Linked DNA regions of Mus musculus: regions 2, 3 and 4 are each linked to region 1. A link is a contact called in public Hi-C data. All regions are on one chromosome and are shown on one strand. Each heading gives the region's core, a stretch centred on a gene start, on an enhancer-like site or on the middle of the called end of the contact. The rest is flanking DNA. Distances are from core to core; before and after follow the strand shown.

Evidence for each region. A called contact is a pair of places that touch in the nucleus more often than the background predicts.
Region 2: a Hi-C map of uterus shows a contact between it and region 1, with 2.3 times the contacts expected there. The contact joins two enhancer-like sites. A contact is called at or near these places in 1 of 484 Hi-C or Micro-C datasets (uterus), 2 of 115 datasets of contacts at active chromatin or transcription factors (embryonic basal ganglia and embryonic stem cells) and 1 of 9 other capture datasets (embryonic stem cells).
Region 3: a contact with region 1 is called in a Hi-C map of muscle stem cells, with 4 times the contacts expected there. The contact joins two enhancer-like sites. A contact is called at or near these places in 17 of 484 Hi-C or Micro-C datasets (the AML12 cell line, beige adipocytes, brown adipocytes and 10 more) and 3 of 115 datasets of contacts at active chromatin or transcription factors (astrocytes, embryonic fibroblasts and fibro-adipogenic progenitors).
Region 4: a contact with region 1 is called in a Hi-C map of muscle stem cells, with 2.8 times the contacts expected there. The contact joins two enhancer-like sites. A contact is called at or near these places in 2 of 484 Hi-C or Micro-C datasets (muscle stem cells and uterus) and 1 of 115 datasets of contacts at active chromatin or transcription factors (embryonic basal ganglia).

The regions. Positions count from the first base shown.
Region 1 is chr7:72,540,473-72,543,316 of GRCm38.p6, reverse strand. No RefSeq gene overlaps it. Among named protein-coding and RNA genes, the nearest start is that of Gm39035, 240 kb to the right of the region's middle. Within about 2 kb of position 1,541, at least 78 of the 459 cell types and tissues checked have an H3K27ac peak or open chromatin away from gene starts, as enhancers often do. A contact at or near this core is called in embryonic fibroblasts, muscle stem cells and uterus, where this site is marked.
Region 2 is chr7:73,140,618-73,143,756 of GRCm38.p6, reverse strand. No RefSeq gene overlaps it. Among named protein-coding and RNA genes, the nearest start is that of Gm6567, 40 kb to the right of the region's middle. Within about 2 kb of position 1,531, at least 34 of the 459 cell types and tissues checked have an H3K27ac peak or open chromatin away from gene starts, as enhancers often do. A contact at or near this core is called in uterus, where this site is marked.
Region 3 is chr7:73,424,653-73,427,904 of GRCm38.p6, reverse strand. Chd2 (chromodomain helicase DNA binding protein 2) reads left to right here. Exons shown (of 39, transcript NM_001081345.2): 39 at 1-1,253. Among named protein-coding and RNA genes, the nearest start is that of A730056A06Rik, 51 kb to the right of the region's middle. Within about 2 kb of position 1,499, at least 36 of the 459 cell types and tissues checked have an H3K27ac peak or open chromatin away from gene starts, as enhancers often do. A contact at or near this core is called in embryonic fibroblasts and muscle stem cells, where this site is marked.
Region 4 is chr7:73,123,439-73,126,710 of GRCm38.p6, reverse strand. No RefSeq gene overlaps it. Among named protein-coding and RNA genes, the nearest start is that of Gm6567, 23 kb to the right of the region's middle. Within about 2 kb of position 1,835, at least 4 of the 459 cell types and tissues checked have an H3K27ac peak or open chromatin away from gene starts, as enhancers often do. A contact at or near this core is called in muscle stem cells, where this site is marked.

The DNA.
Region 1 (2,844 bases), core at 292-2,791:
TTCCTTTTGGATTCTCCCATGATCTTTCCTGTAGCTGCTCTGCATCCTGTGTACTATATCTTTGGTGGTCCTGCATGCCAGGAGCCTTTGCAGCTGATGGTGCCCCTGTGAGATTCTGAAACTCGGATCAGAGGCTTGCTTTTGCTTTGATTTTTCAAACACCATTAGTTCTTGAATTCTGACCTGAAACATGGTGCAACAGGGCCTTCCTAAGACACATAGGCAAGCTTCTGCCTGAGTAGGGAAAGGAAACTGACTTAGAAAGCCCATGCAAATTCCTCTGTTGCTTCCTAGGACACAGAGCAGCCCCTGATGTCTGGTCCAAGAAGAAACTGGGCTGAACTTTCTTCCTTCCATCTCCATCTATACTGCATTCCCTACATTCACTTTCAGAGAGAGAGAGAGAGAGAGAGAGAGAGAGAGAGAGAGAGAGAGAAAGGGAGAGAAACAGAGATAGACACAGGTAGAGAGAGATACAGAGAGAGAGACAGGGAGAAAGAAGGAGAGAGACAGAGACAAACAGAGACAGTGAGATAGACAGAGGGGGAGAAAGAGACAGAGAGAGGGAGAGAGACAGAGGGAGAGATAGACAGGAAGAAACAGAGACTAAGAGGGAAAGAGAGAAAGACTGAGACCAGAGAGATGAAGAGAGAGGGAGTGAGAGACAGAGAGACAGACAGAGGAAGAGAAAGAGATAGAGACAGAGAGGCAGAGAGAGAAAGATGGACAGAGAGAAAGAGACAGACACAGAGAGAGGGAGAGACAGAAGGAGAGAGAGAAAGAGACATAGAGACAAAGACATAGAGAGGGAGAGAGGGGGAGAGAGAGACAGAGAGGCAAACAAAGACAGAGAGACAGACAGAGGGAAGGAAAGAGACAGAGAGGGACAGAGACAAGCAGACAGACAGAAATAGACATAGGGACAGAGAGGGTGAGAGACAGAGACAGACAACAAGAGGGAGAGGGACAGGGAGAGAGAGAGAGGGAGGGGGAAGGGGAGGGGGAGGGAGAGGGAGGAGGTTCAGAGCTGACTGAGCGTACACTGAGTATCGCTCTCAGAGGAAAGAGGCTAGAACATTGGAACTACTCTTTTTCTGGAGGCGTGTGAAGTAATAGTACCAGTGAATAATCTCTGATTTTCACATTTTAAAGAGTAAACATACTGTGTTTAATCATTTTTAGAATCCAGCCAAAACAATATTCAGAAGACTTGATTTCAGCAGACCCACTAGGAAGCAGATACCGCAGCTCCACCCACAGGTTTCTATTTTTCTCTACTGAAGACGGAGCTCCCCGTTTGCTTTCGGATGGCAGTGAACAGTTTTGTGTGTCCGGCCACATCTTGCTAACCGCAGCCTTCTTTCCTAAGCTCATTATTTGCTAATGATTTTCTTGGCCACAAAACTCATAAAAATCCCCTGAGCTACCTTTTTTTTTTCTTTTTCTTTTTTCCTTTTTGAAATACTCGTGGGATGGTTGCTCCATTTGTTCAGCATCTGTGCTGGACAACATCTGGGGTGTGAGGAAATTCCACGGCTTGCAGTATGACGCGGAAAAAACAAAATTACTTTTTCATGCACTTCAGAGGAGACTGGAGAGCATCCTTCTGACCAAACAGGCCCTTTGTTCTCCTCCCACAAGTGGTTCTCATTAAAAATGTCATCTCCCTAATAAATTGCCTTACTGCCCTTGCAGCTGGGCCTATTGTTTTCGTGGCTTTGTGCTCACAAGGACTCTCCCAGGGAACAGAAAGCAAGAGAAAACATGGGATGCTTTCCCTACCCTGTCTGCTCAGGATGTCTTCTTTTACCCTTTGTAGGTGGATGGCAACTTGTCTATCACTGGGGCTTTAGAATTCCCCTAATATTCACTATTTGGCCAATTGTCCCCGATCATGTGCTGTCACAGCTTAAAGAGTGCATGGTGGCCATTCCTGTCTGTGGATGCAAAGTGAAAAGTGAGAGTTTGGGGACTATATCCTCGTGGTTTGTATTTTTGCATGGAAATATCCAGTGTCCCGCATTTATTCCCTGACACAAGAAAATATGACACTGTTTTAGGGAAGGTAAGAAATGAAGATACTATATATGAAAACAGGAATTGGGGGAGTGGGTTTGCCTGTATGTCTCTGTGTGTAGGCGGAGGGCTGTCTAAGGATTCTCTTTAGGAGCCACACAACGGTTAAACATCTCCCCAGAACATTCAACTCCAATTATAGCTGAGACCCAAGAATTGCAAAAAATTTAATAGTTTGGGGTTCATATATTTGATCAGAATTAATCTTAACAATCAAGGGGGCTTGTAGTGTGTGTGTGTGTGTGTGTGTGTGTGTGTGTGCTTATCAATTTATTTTCCCACCTTACTAACTACCTCCTATTTTCTCAACTCCCCACAAACCTCTATCCACTAGCTCAGCTGGGGCTTTGCTCATCCAAACTCTTTTTCCCAGTTACTCAGTGTACCTTCCACATGTGACAGGAAATTAAAATTAAAGACCTCCTGACTTGGAGGGAGAGAGAGAGAGAGAGAGAGAGAGGGAGGGAGAGAGAGGGAGAATGAGTTGTTTTGCAGTGAGGTTTCTTTTATGATCTACAGGCTTCTTATGACTTATTTAGAACTTGGGGGGAGGGGGAGATACAATAGTCTAGTGGATAGGATTGGCACTTTGTCTCAAGCTGGATGGCTGGGCTAATTTAAGATGTAAGTTTCCACAATTTTCTTTATACCAAACATTAACATACACTGAAATTAATACCTCTCCCCCTCCAGGACCCTTTTGCAGAAAAGCAGAAGTCATTGAGGCCAAGGCTGACAAACAACTTGGCTAGTCGATTGTGTCTTATG
Region 2 (3,139 bases), core at 282-2,781, 600 kb before region 1:
TTTATTTTGTTTCAGTTGCGTTTGGAAACCCAGCATAGAAAGGCATGCTTCTGGTAACGTAAGTGATGTGAAAGTGCTGGAATCCTGGAGACAGTATTCAAAACCCCAGGTCTTTCCAGTTTCAGGGCCACCTCCACTGCCACTAGTCTGTAGGATTTTCACATTAGGAGGTCACTGGCTTCATCACCCATGGCAAATTATATCTCAGCAAAGCAGTAACAAGACATTTAAGGGGCCTGGATCCTGCTCCTGCTACAGTTTCAGATAGCTCTAGCAGGCTCAGCTCTCCAAAGCCTCTGAGTTTCTAGATAACTCTGTTCACCTTGTAGCTCATTCTTTCTCTCACACAGCGGAGGGGCACTTGTCTAGTAATCCAAGAAAAAAATAATCATGTGATTTGTCTTTGTCTAAGGCTTTTGATTGATGAAACTGGAAGATAAACTGTGGTTTGCACAAACTATAAACCTCTATTTCCATGCCATACCCACCGGGACCCACCTCTGGCTATATAATGCATGTGTTTTGAGTCACCTAGGAGACACCTCTTATGCTACCCTCTGGTGTGGCATCCTTAGGGCCAATCAAAGATTTCTCCGTAATGGTCTTTCCTTAGATACTCATTTTATCACGGGTAGCATGAGCTGGTAACCCAAAGAGGAGAAGATAGCAGTAGGGGCTGTTGCCTCAGTGGGAGTCTGGATTATTGAGAATGCAGGCGATCTGCTATAGAGGCAGGGGAGGGAACAGGCCCCAGGGACGATAGATGGTGAAAATATGGAGAAGGCAAAAAAGAGGGCAGAGAACCAACAGAGCTGAAGGTGGGACACTTGAAGACCTTTGACAAAAGAATGATGATGGAAAGTTCCAGGGGTCCAAAAAGTCCTAAGGGGCCGAGGGTCCCTGCATCCAGAGCCTAAGAGCTATCACACCAGCCTGGGATATGCTGGGAGCCCTGACCCGAGAGACTTTTGTGTAGTTGCTGCTGCTAAGAGTCAGGGATGACAGTTGCCAGAGCAGTAGTCTGTCTAACTCTGGAACTTTTCTCCCACTACCAACGATCTCTTAGGACTGACCAACGAGGCCCCTGTCCCTTTAAGACCACTGAGCATGTTCTGGTTATAAAACAAGGCCTAGGGTGGTAATTGTAAGCAACTTAATAAATTGTGTGGAGAATTCATTCCAAAGGCCCCTGTTCTCACTGCTGACAAGCATTGCTCCTTAAATGGAAAACAAAGATCTTTTCTTCTCTTTCTCCAAAGTGGCTCAACTTAAATTTTTTAAGATGTTTTTTTGTAACAGCTTTATTGAGATGTAACTCACCTGCCACACAGTTCATTCCTTGAAAACAGTGTAGTATTTTCTTAGACATTTACAGAGGCTCACATACACTTCTCTCCACAATTTTCAAGCATTTTATTTTCCTTAATGCAACTTTTTTTTTTTTTTAAACAATAGAAGAGAAATAAACATTACACAGAACTGAGCAAAGGCTGAAGAGATCCCATGATTCCATTGGCTGGGCTGGATTTCCTCCTTACCATGCTCTCCTCTATTTACAAGCAGACGGCAGTTACCTGGTTACCACCACCCAGAGTATTGTTTTATGCCTGCTTTTTTAAGTTGACAGTTTCCATGCTGTTACTTTGCCGTTTTAACGGCCCGTGATATCCTCTCACACTGATGTGCAATAATCTATTCCCTTCGTTGAATCTTTTGTTTTCTAATTCCAAAATCATAAATAATGTTGTACCCAACATCTTTGCACATAAAGCTTATTTCCCTCGTTGGGTGTATTTCTCTGGGCTGTAATGACAAGAGTGGGAGTAATGTGTCAAAGAGCATGAACATATTACAGTCTTCTCTCCCAGCCCCCATCCCACTATTATTTCTGAGCAGGTGACACTATTTTTTTTTTCTTTTCTTTTTTGAAAATATGGCTCGGAGGGTCCTTGGAACTCTTCCAACAAAAGCAGCCACACCCACTCCATACAAATTAGCTACAAAAAGTCATTTAATGTTACTAAGGTTTAGAGTTCATTATGCAAGCCTGAGTCCTCTCCCCACCCCCACCCCAACCCCCCAAATTTTCTGTGAGGCCAAACAGCATTCATTTCTGGAAGGCTGGGAAAGATTGTCCTTTATGTGTCCCACCTGGTGGCTTAAATAACTTTACCATTTCCCTTAGAAAATTATTCCCGTGGAAAATAATTCAGTTAACCTCCTGACCCCTCCTGGCCGCTCTCAGCCTGGGGCAGCACTTTGTTTCCAGCTGTTCTTAAAAGCAACTTCAGCTGCATTTAACCCTTTGAAGACCCATGGGGGGCGGGGCAAGAGCAGGGGGAGGGGAGGGGGGTGCCAAGGATTAGGAAGGGGGAAAGAGAGAACAGAGGAATTGCACTTCTCTACCCTGGGAGGAGCTGTGGCACCCTACAAAGGCCAAACAGCATCCTGGGCTTGCTCTGTTAACATAACAGTGTGACAAGCTGCGGGGCTTTAGGCTCCACTCAGGGAGGGCTGGCAGTCAAGACTGCTCCAGGCAGAGAAGCTTGGCCGGGCTCCTGAGGGATCAGCTTCCCAGAAACAAAATTTGAACTTCAGGATCTGTGGCCTTTCTTAGATGTCACCTAAATTGTGACATCCAATCCAAGAGCCCTTCTGGATTTATAGTAGTCCGCGATAAGATGTTTTGGATTGTAAATTAAAAAAAAAATCCAAATCCAACTAGTTTAAAATCAGAGTGGGTGCTGCTGCCTGGCAGTGCTTAATCCTGAAGCCAGCAGGCAGAAATGTCCATGCTCCCTAGATGCTCTCCATGCTACCTAGATGCTAAGAATGGCTTCCTATTGGTTCTCCAATGGCTTCCCATTGGGTCTCCGTGTAGCTGAGAGGACAAGGGGAAGGGAAATGCATGTTGTCATCCATGCCTAACAGCGGGATTCCTTCTTTATCTTAACCACAGACCCTAAATCTAGACTTCACTGTGACTGGATAAACTGAGGGTCCCAGGCTCATTTAAGAACCAATTATCGTGCTGGGGTTGTGCGGCTCTGTGGAACAGTAAACCTTTGGTTTTGACTAGCAGGGCCTGCTCAGAGGAAGGGGAAAGCAGCCAGCCATGATCCTTAGTATTGTGGCAGTA
Region 3 (3,252 bases), core at 250-2,749, 880 kb before region 1:
ACCACATAGAAGTCCCCTGGCTAGAGTCTGATGCCTGGTGGCTTACCGGACTTCTCAGTCAATTCTGAAAGGTATATTTTGGGCACACAGTGAAAAGTGAGCCATAGATGGAGCTTCTTGCTGATCACATTGACACTGTCTGTGTTTGATTTGCTGAGCTCTTGGATGTTGGGAGTGTAGCAGGCACAGGAGGTACCTCTGCAGAAGGAAGGCGGAGGGTGGAGGCCTTGCCTTTCCATATTCACCTAGGTCTTGTCTTTCAACTTGTTGGTAGAAGTTACAAATTATTCTCAAAACTGTCTGTCTCATCATGAGGAAAAAGGAACTTTCTTTTGTTCCTATTCAGGACTTGAGGTATAGTGCCATAAAATGTAGCAAAAACCCTATCGGCCAGATCAGTGTTACATTGATTCTAAGATTACAGTATGTCCCATCAAACATCTGCTGTAGGTGAGGGAGTGGATTTGAAGAGGGGTTGAAAGAAAGGAAGCATTCCTCTTGCTTTAAACTAGTATGTGCATCAGATGCTTACAGCAGAAGTTTGCACAGGTAAGAGAAGCTGCCAGTGACGTTCTGTGGGGCCTGGCTTTGGGCAGCTGCTCATCATTGAGGAAGTGGCAGGACTTGGAGGAAGTTATGTGTGAATGTTGTCAAGTCCTGAAGTCCTATGATGCACTGTGGCCCTAGAAAACGAAGATGAAGCCTCCACTGACCACTGTGTCCTCTCTGACTTGGCCAGCCTGATGGTCCTTCCTTCTACTCTGTGTAGTCATTCCTAAGCCCCACAGAGGGAGCGCCAACATTTCTCACTGTGCTGCTGAGGTTCTGACCTGGTGTGTCTGACATTGCATCAGGCTTTGCAGAACAAATGTGATTCACTTAAACGTTCACACACAGCAACACTGAAATCCTACAGACCAAACAAACCCACTTGTCAGCAGGAGCCGTGGTCCAGCCCAGCACCTGTGCTCTCGTAGCCGAGGCCAGCCGTGTTGGGAAGAGAGCCATGCCAAGGGTCCAGGCTGCTGTAGTCCACCTGTGCCCTACTCATTTGGGGACAGGTGGTTTTTCTTGTAAACTTGTGGACTTTTGAAACCTGTTGACTAAACAGTAATTAATTTATATTTGTGAAAAATGCCACTGTCCTGGTGATTTCTGATGTAAATAATGTTGTTTATATAGTATGTATTAAATTTTCCTACATTGTAAAACTGCTGTACTTTTTTGATTCTTGTATATTAAAAAGTGTTACTAAGGATTTTTAGAATTGGGCTAACCAGTTACATTACATTCTGGTGTGAGGCACACGCCACAGTCTCCCTCCCTGGCTGGCTGCAAGCTGTGTGTCCATGCTTGTTTACATCTTCGACAATGGAAGCTTTTTAAGTTGCATTTTTGTTATTGGTTCTAAATAGTTTTCTGTCCCTGAACAGCCACAAACCACAGCTGCGTACTTCAGGGAATGGCATGGAGCCATTAAAACTGAGTCATGAGAGGTTGCCCTCATCTTTCACAGTGGTCATGGGGAGCCTGCTTCAAACATCCACCTCTGTCCAGAGAGAAGTAAGACATCAGGCCTACAGCCTACAGCTTTAGTGCAGTTAATCAGTTGGGTTATATACTCTTCTCTTCTTTTCTCTCCCCTCCCCTCCCCTCCCCTCCCCTCCCCTCCCCTCCCCTCCCCTCCCCTCCCCTCCCCTCCCCTCCCCAACTTCCTAACTTCCTAACTTCCTTCATGATTTATTCTCCTTTTATGGGCACTGGTGTTTTGCCTGCATGTATGTTTGTGTGAGGGTGTCAGATCTTGGAATTACAAACAGTTGTGAGCTGCTGTATGGGTGTTGAGAATTGAAACTGGTTCCTCTGGAAGAGAAGTCACTACTCTCAACCACTGAGCCATCTCTCCAGCCCTGGGTTATATATTCTTGAATGCGGAAAAACACTTTTCTTTTTTTAAAAATTTTCTTCTATTTTTTAAAAAAAGATTTATTTATTTATTATATGTAAGTACACTGTACACTGTAGCTGTCTTCAAACACTCCAGAAGAGGGAGTCAGATCTCATTATGGATGGTTGTGAGCCACCATGTGATTGCTGGGATTTGAACTCGGGACTTTTGGAAGAGCAGTTGGGTGCTCTTACCCACTGAGCCATCTCACCAGCCCCGAAAAACGCTTTTCTTATGGAAACAGTGACACAAATGTTCACTTGCAGTTTGGCACAGCGGCAGGCTTAGCTCCAACATGGCCCAGATAGAGGAAAGGTGACCTGGCCTATGTGTCGAAATTGTCCTAGGATGGAGTTTAGGAGAATCTTGCCCAAGCCCAGGGTTTTTAAAACTTGCACATAAGTGTCTTTGAAACAAAACTCAAACCTTTATGGTTCTCTCAATTCTTAGTGCCAAACACACCCATGTGTCCACTCAGCAGGGAGAGGGCGGCCGCTGGGACTCCACCTTGCTAGTTGTCCAGGACCCTTAGGTGCAAGGCCTGGCCTGGCAGGAGGCTGCTGGGTCTATAACGCTTGCGCCTGAGTGGAGAAGTGTGGAGGACAGGTCCTGTGAAGAAACCTGGTGATCCCCCTGCTTCAGGACGCAGCTAGAACAGCTCTGGGAACCTTTTAGGAACAAGTGCTGTGACAATCTAAGTGCTAGTTAGCTGGCTTCGAAGCCCACTGCTGCCAAGATGCCCACCTTCTGGAAGCTGCAGGCCCTTGCCTCCCAGCCCTCCCTAGCAGGGACTCAATGTTTGGTGATCACCACAAACCCTGCTCAATTAGTGCCAACAGAAAGGTCATGTACAAAAACTAAGGATCAGCTGTGTGTCAGAACAGAGTCTGTGGCTTTTAAAGGAGCCGTCCTGGCAATTCCATCAAGGCTTTAACTAAAAGCCCCGTCTGTCATACTTCAGGTCAGAACCTTCTTTGGCCCATGCTGCCTGTTGGCTTGCATGGTTTTGTGGAGTAGGCTGTGGATGTGGCTGGACCAGCTAAAACCTTTCTGTATGCCCCTGATCATAGTGGCACCCTGCCCAGACCCTGCTGGTGAGACTTTCCCTCAGGTGACAGGTCCCGGGCATGTCCTGGACTGTTAATGTGTCCAAGTGGCTTGTCCCTGGCCACACTTCTGGCTTTATTTGGGAACAAAAACAATGGTCTTCACCTGCAGTGTGTGCAGAGTAAATTGCCATACCTCAGAGCAAGCAAGCATGGGGAGTTCACATGAGCTCTCTGCCTTTCCTGGAACTCCTGCTA
Region 4 (3,272 bases), core at 586-3,085, 580 kb before region 1:
TTGCTGATTTCTGTGTTACAGCCCTCCCGGGAATCCCATTTGTCTGGCGGTTTGCTTGCCTGCGTGGTTCAAGAATAGCTTTGGCCTCATCTTTTATTTTCTTTTTTGAAATTGCTGTGGACTTGAAAAAAAAAAGCAATTAGTCTTGGAAGTCTGTTGGAAGAAACAAAGCTTTTTATTTAAGATGAGCTTCAATTGACCATAGAAGTCAAGAATTCTTACCAAGTCCGATATTGGAAAAGACATACACCAGTGATTTTATTTCCTTATTACTGTTTGCATTGGAGTTAAAACTCTTTCCAATGAAGAGTCTGCATGTCGGATAAAAATTATGGGACACTTCCGAGATTAACAGCCTTAATATGGTCCGCCGAGATGCAGCGAGTGGTTTTTCATCAATATTCTTGTCGATACAAGTATCCTGGCTTCTAGGACAAAATCACCTGGGCTGGGAGAGTAATTTGATCTTTGAGCGACTTGAATCAATGTGCTTCTGTTCAGACATACTTCCAGTGTTTCGGTAGGTCTGTTTGCAGTGCAAGTTTCCTTCCTCTGCCAATATGCTGAGCTGGTATCATTAGTTTCCACAGGTGGGGCAGGGCTGCCAGCCGGCCTCTCAGGGTTGCTCTCCAGCACACTGGGAACTTGAAAGGATAGAATTTCACGAGCCTTTGCAGCCAGCTGCAGAGCACCTGGGGCAATGTTTGCGCCCACCGGGGTGACCACCCTCCGACAGTGAGCGCGCCCCCCCACGTTGCAGCGGAGGGCTCAGTTGTCTGAGGTTTACTTGGGATGCATTTTTAATTATATTGGTTGGCACACACAGGGAAGGCTTAGCCAGCTCTGAAACATCCCTGAACCACACAGATATTCCCTCTGGAGAAACTTTTGGGAATGTACTGCGCTGAAGATCCTGCTGGCTGGCTGGCTGGCAGTGGTGGTCCATATTCTGTTCCTGAATCAGAGGAAAGAAGATTCAAGATGTATTGCCCTGTGTCCTTATTTGGGTCACCCTGAAGCCTTTCTGGGCATCCTTTCAAGCTATAGAATTTTTTTCACATCAAGTGTTCCGGCTGTCTTCAGCCATTCCTCCATCAGTCCTCGGTAGGCTGAGCACATTAAAGTATATATTTAAGTTTATATTGCAAAGAGACACACAAGAAGCAAGGTTGAAGCTGTGCAGAATACAAAGCTTGTTTGTGCACAATGTACTCCCATATTGCAAATCCACAGAGCAATGATTGAGCCTAGAGCCCAGCAGGATCCTCTGGGCCCCTATGCATCGTCTCTGTCTTCCGATTGTTCTGCCGATGGCAGGGAGGTGGCTGTCTGTCCACAGTCTGTAATGCTTCCCACATCATTAAGACTCAGCCTGAACTCTGGACTCAGCGAGTCCAAGGCATGGAGTTTTTGTACTTTGGGTATTGGGTGGGCATTGACTACTTTATTCCAGTGCATTTTTTTTTTTCTTCTGAGCTCTTCTGAGGACAGAGACTTTGAGTTGGCTCCAGAACTCCTGGCTCTGTGTCAAGCATGTGGAACCTGTCCCTGGTGCCTCTGGGCAGTGAGCTTTAGCCTGTGCCTGGCAAAGCAAGCTGGCTATTCTCTGCACTTCTGTTGATGAAACCCATCGCCAGGCTTGTATATACTCCAGTTGGTGGCTGTCTGGCTTTTTTTTTTTTCCAGGAGGAAGTAGTATTTTATTATTCTTATTTCAGATAGTGTCTCATTTAGCCTAGGCTGGCCTCCAAGCCCTGATCCTCTTGCTTACAACTCCCTAGTTCTGGGATTACAAGCGTGTGTCATGCTGGGATTACACGCATATGTCTTGTCTGGAAGCTGTGTTTCTAATCAATTTATGTAGAAAACCCCAAAGACTAAAGGGTGAAACAGCCACCTAAGGCCTTCATCTTTTGGCAAGGCCTACGTTAAAAAGTTTTCTCTGGTAACTGACAGTCACACTTCCGTGTGTCTTCCTTCTCTGAGTCAAGGGCAGTGCTTCTCTGAGCTCAGTGCTTTGAGAATGTACTTTCATTTCCATGGCAGACTTATGGGGGTATATATGGCAGGAGTCATATTCCATCAGCACAAAACATATGACATTCATACCCAAAATGAGGCCCAGGAGGTCTCCCTGGGGTCAGAGGCCTCATCATTCTGGATTTCCATTCAGACCCATTCCCCCACCCCCACCCATCCAAACTTTGAGTCCCAAGGTTCTTTGACTCAAAACTTGCAGTCAAGGCCAACAGGTTCTGTGCGCCATCTTCTGAGTTTTCACCAGAGATTTGGGCCAGAGTTTTCTACCCAGGTCGGAGAGGCCCTTTTGGGTGGTTTCCTATAGCAGTGCCTTCCCATAGCTGCAAAGAGAGCCTAACCCTAGTCAGCAAAGAAGGCTACTTTATCAGAGTGCTTGAAACTCCTGAAACTCTGGTGCCTTTCTTTGGAGTGAGATGTCCATGCAGGGTGTGTGGATAGAAGCGTAGTTGGGAACAGCCATTTTTTTTTCTTTTTCCTGCTGTGGGGAAAGAGAGAGCCTGGTTCAGTCCCGAGGCAGCACTAGCACTTCCGAAGTGAACTGAACTAGGTCAGGGAGAAGCTTGCTCGCATCTATCACTTTACAAAAGGAACTGAGAACAGAGAGAAATCTTAGCAGACATCTGTCTCCCCATGCTGGCCCACTCCTCGCATTCTGAGATCGCCAAAGGCAAGAAGATCTGGAAAAACAAAAAACAAAAAACAAAAAAACAAAAAAACAAAAAAAAAACAAAACCAGAGAATTTGTTTGTTTTCATAGTTGACGGGTGGGGGTGGGGGTGGGGGTGGAGGGGTGCAACTGATTTGGTTACAAAAACGTAAGCTGAACGATGTGCTTTGTGACAGGCCATTGACATGACTGTGTGGCCACAGGAGGAGGCTCTCCCTCTGACGAAATGGAGAAAATGAGTGATGGTTTCATTGCTGCCTCTTGACATCACTCTCTTCATCTGTGGGCGAGAGATGGCGGCTACACACTCCAAAAGAAAATGTCTGTGAGCTTGTCATTGCTAAGCATGAGGAAGCAGCTCCCGACCTACAACACAAGTTCAAACCAACCTGGTCATGCCAACCCCTTCACCCCACCCCCTCCACCCCCCCCCCCCCCGGGCAATGAGCAGAGGTGAATCAATATGGCTTTAAATCTATGCCAAATGATTCCCTAGCCAAAAAGTCCTGGTTTTATGGTCTTTAGCCTAGGACATCATCAAACAGTACATGCTGAGTTCCTTAAA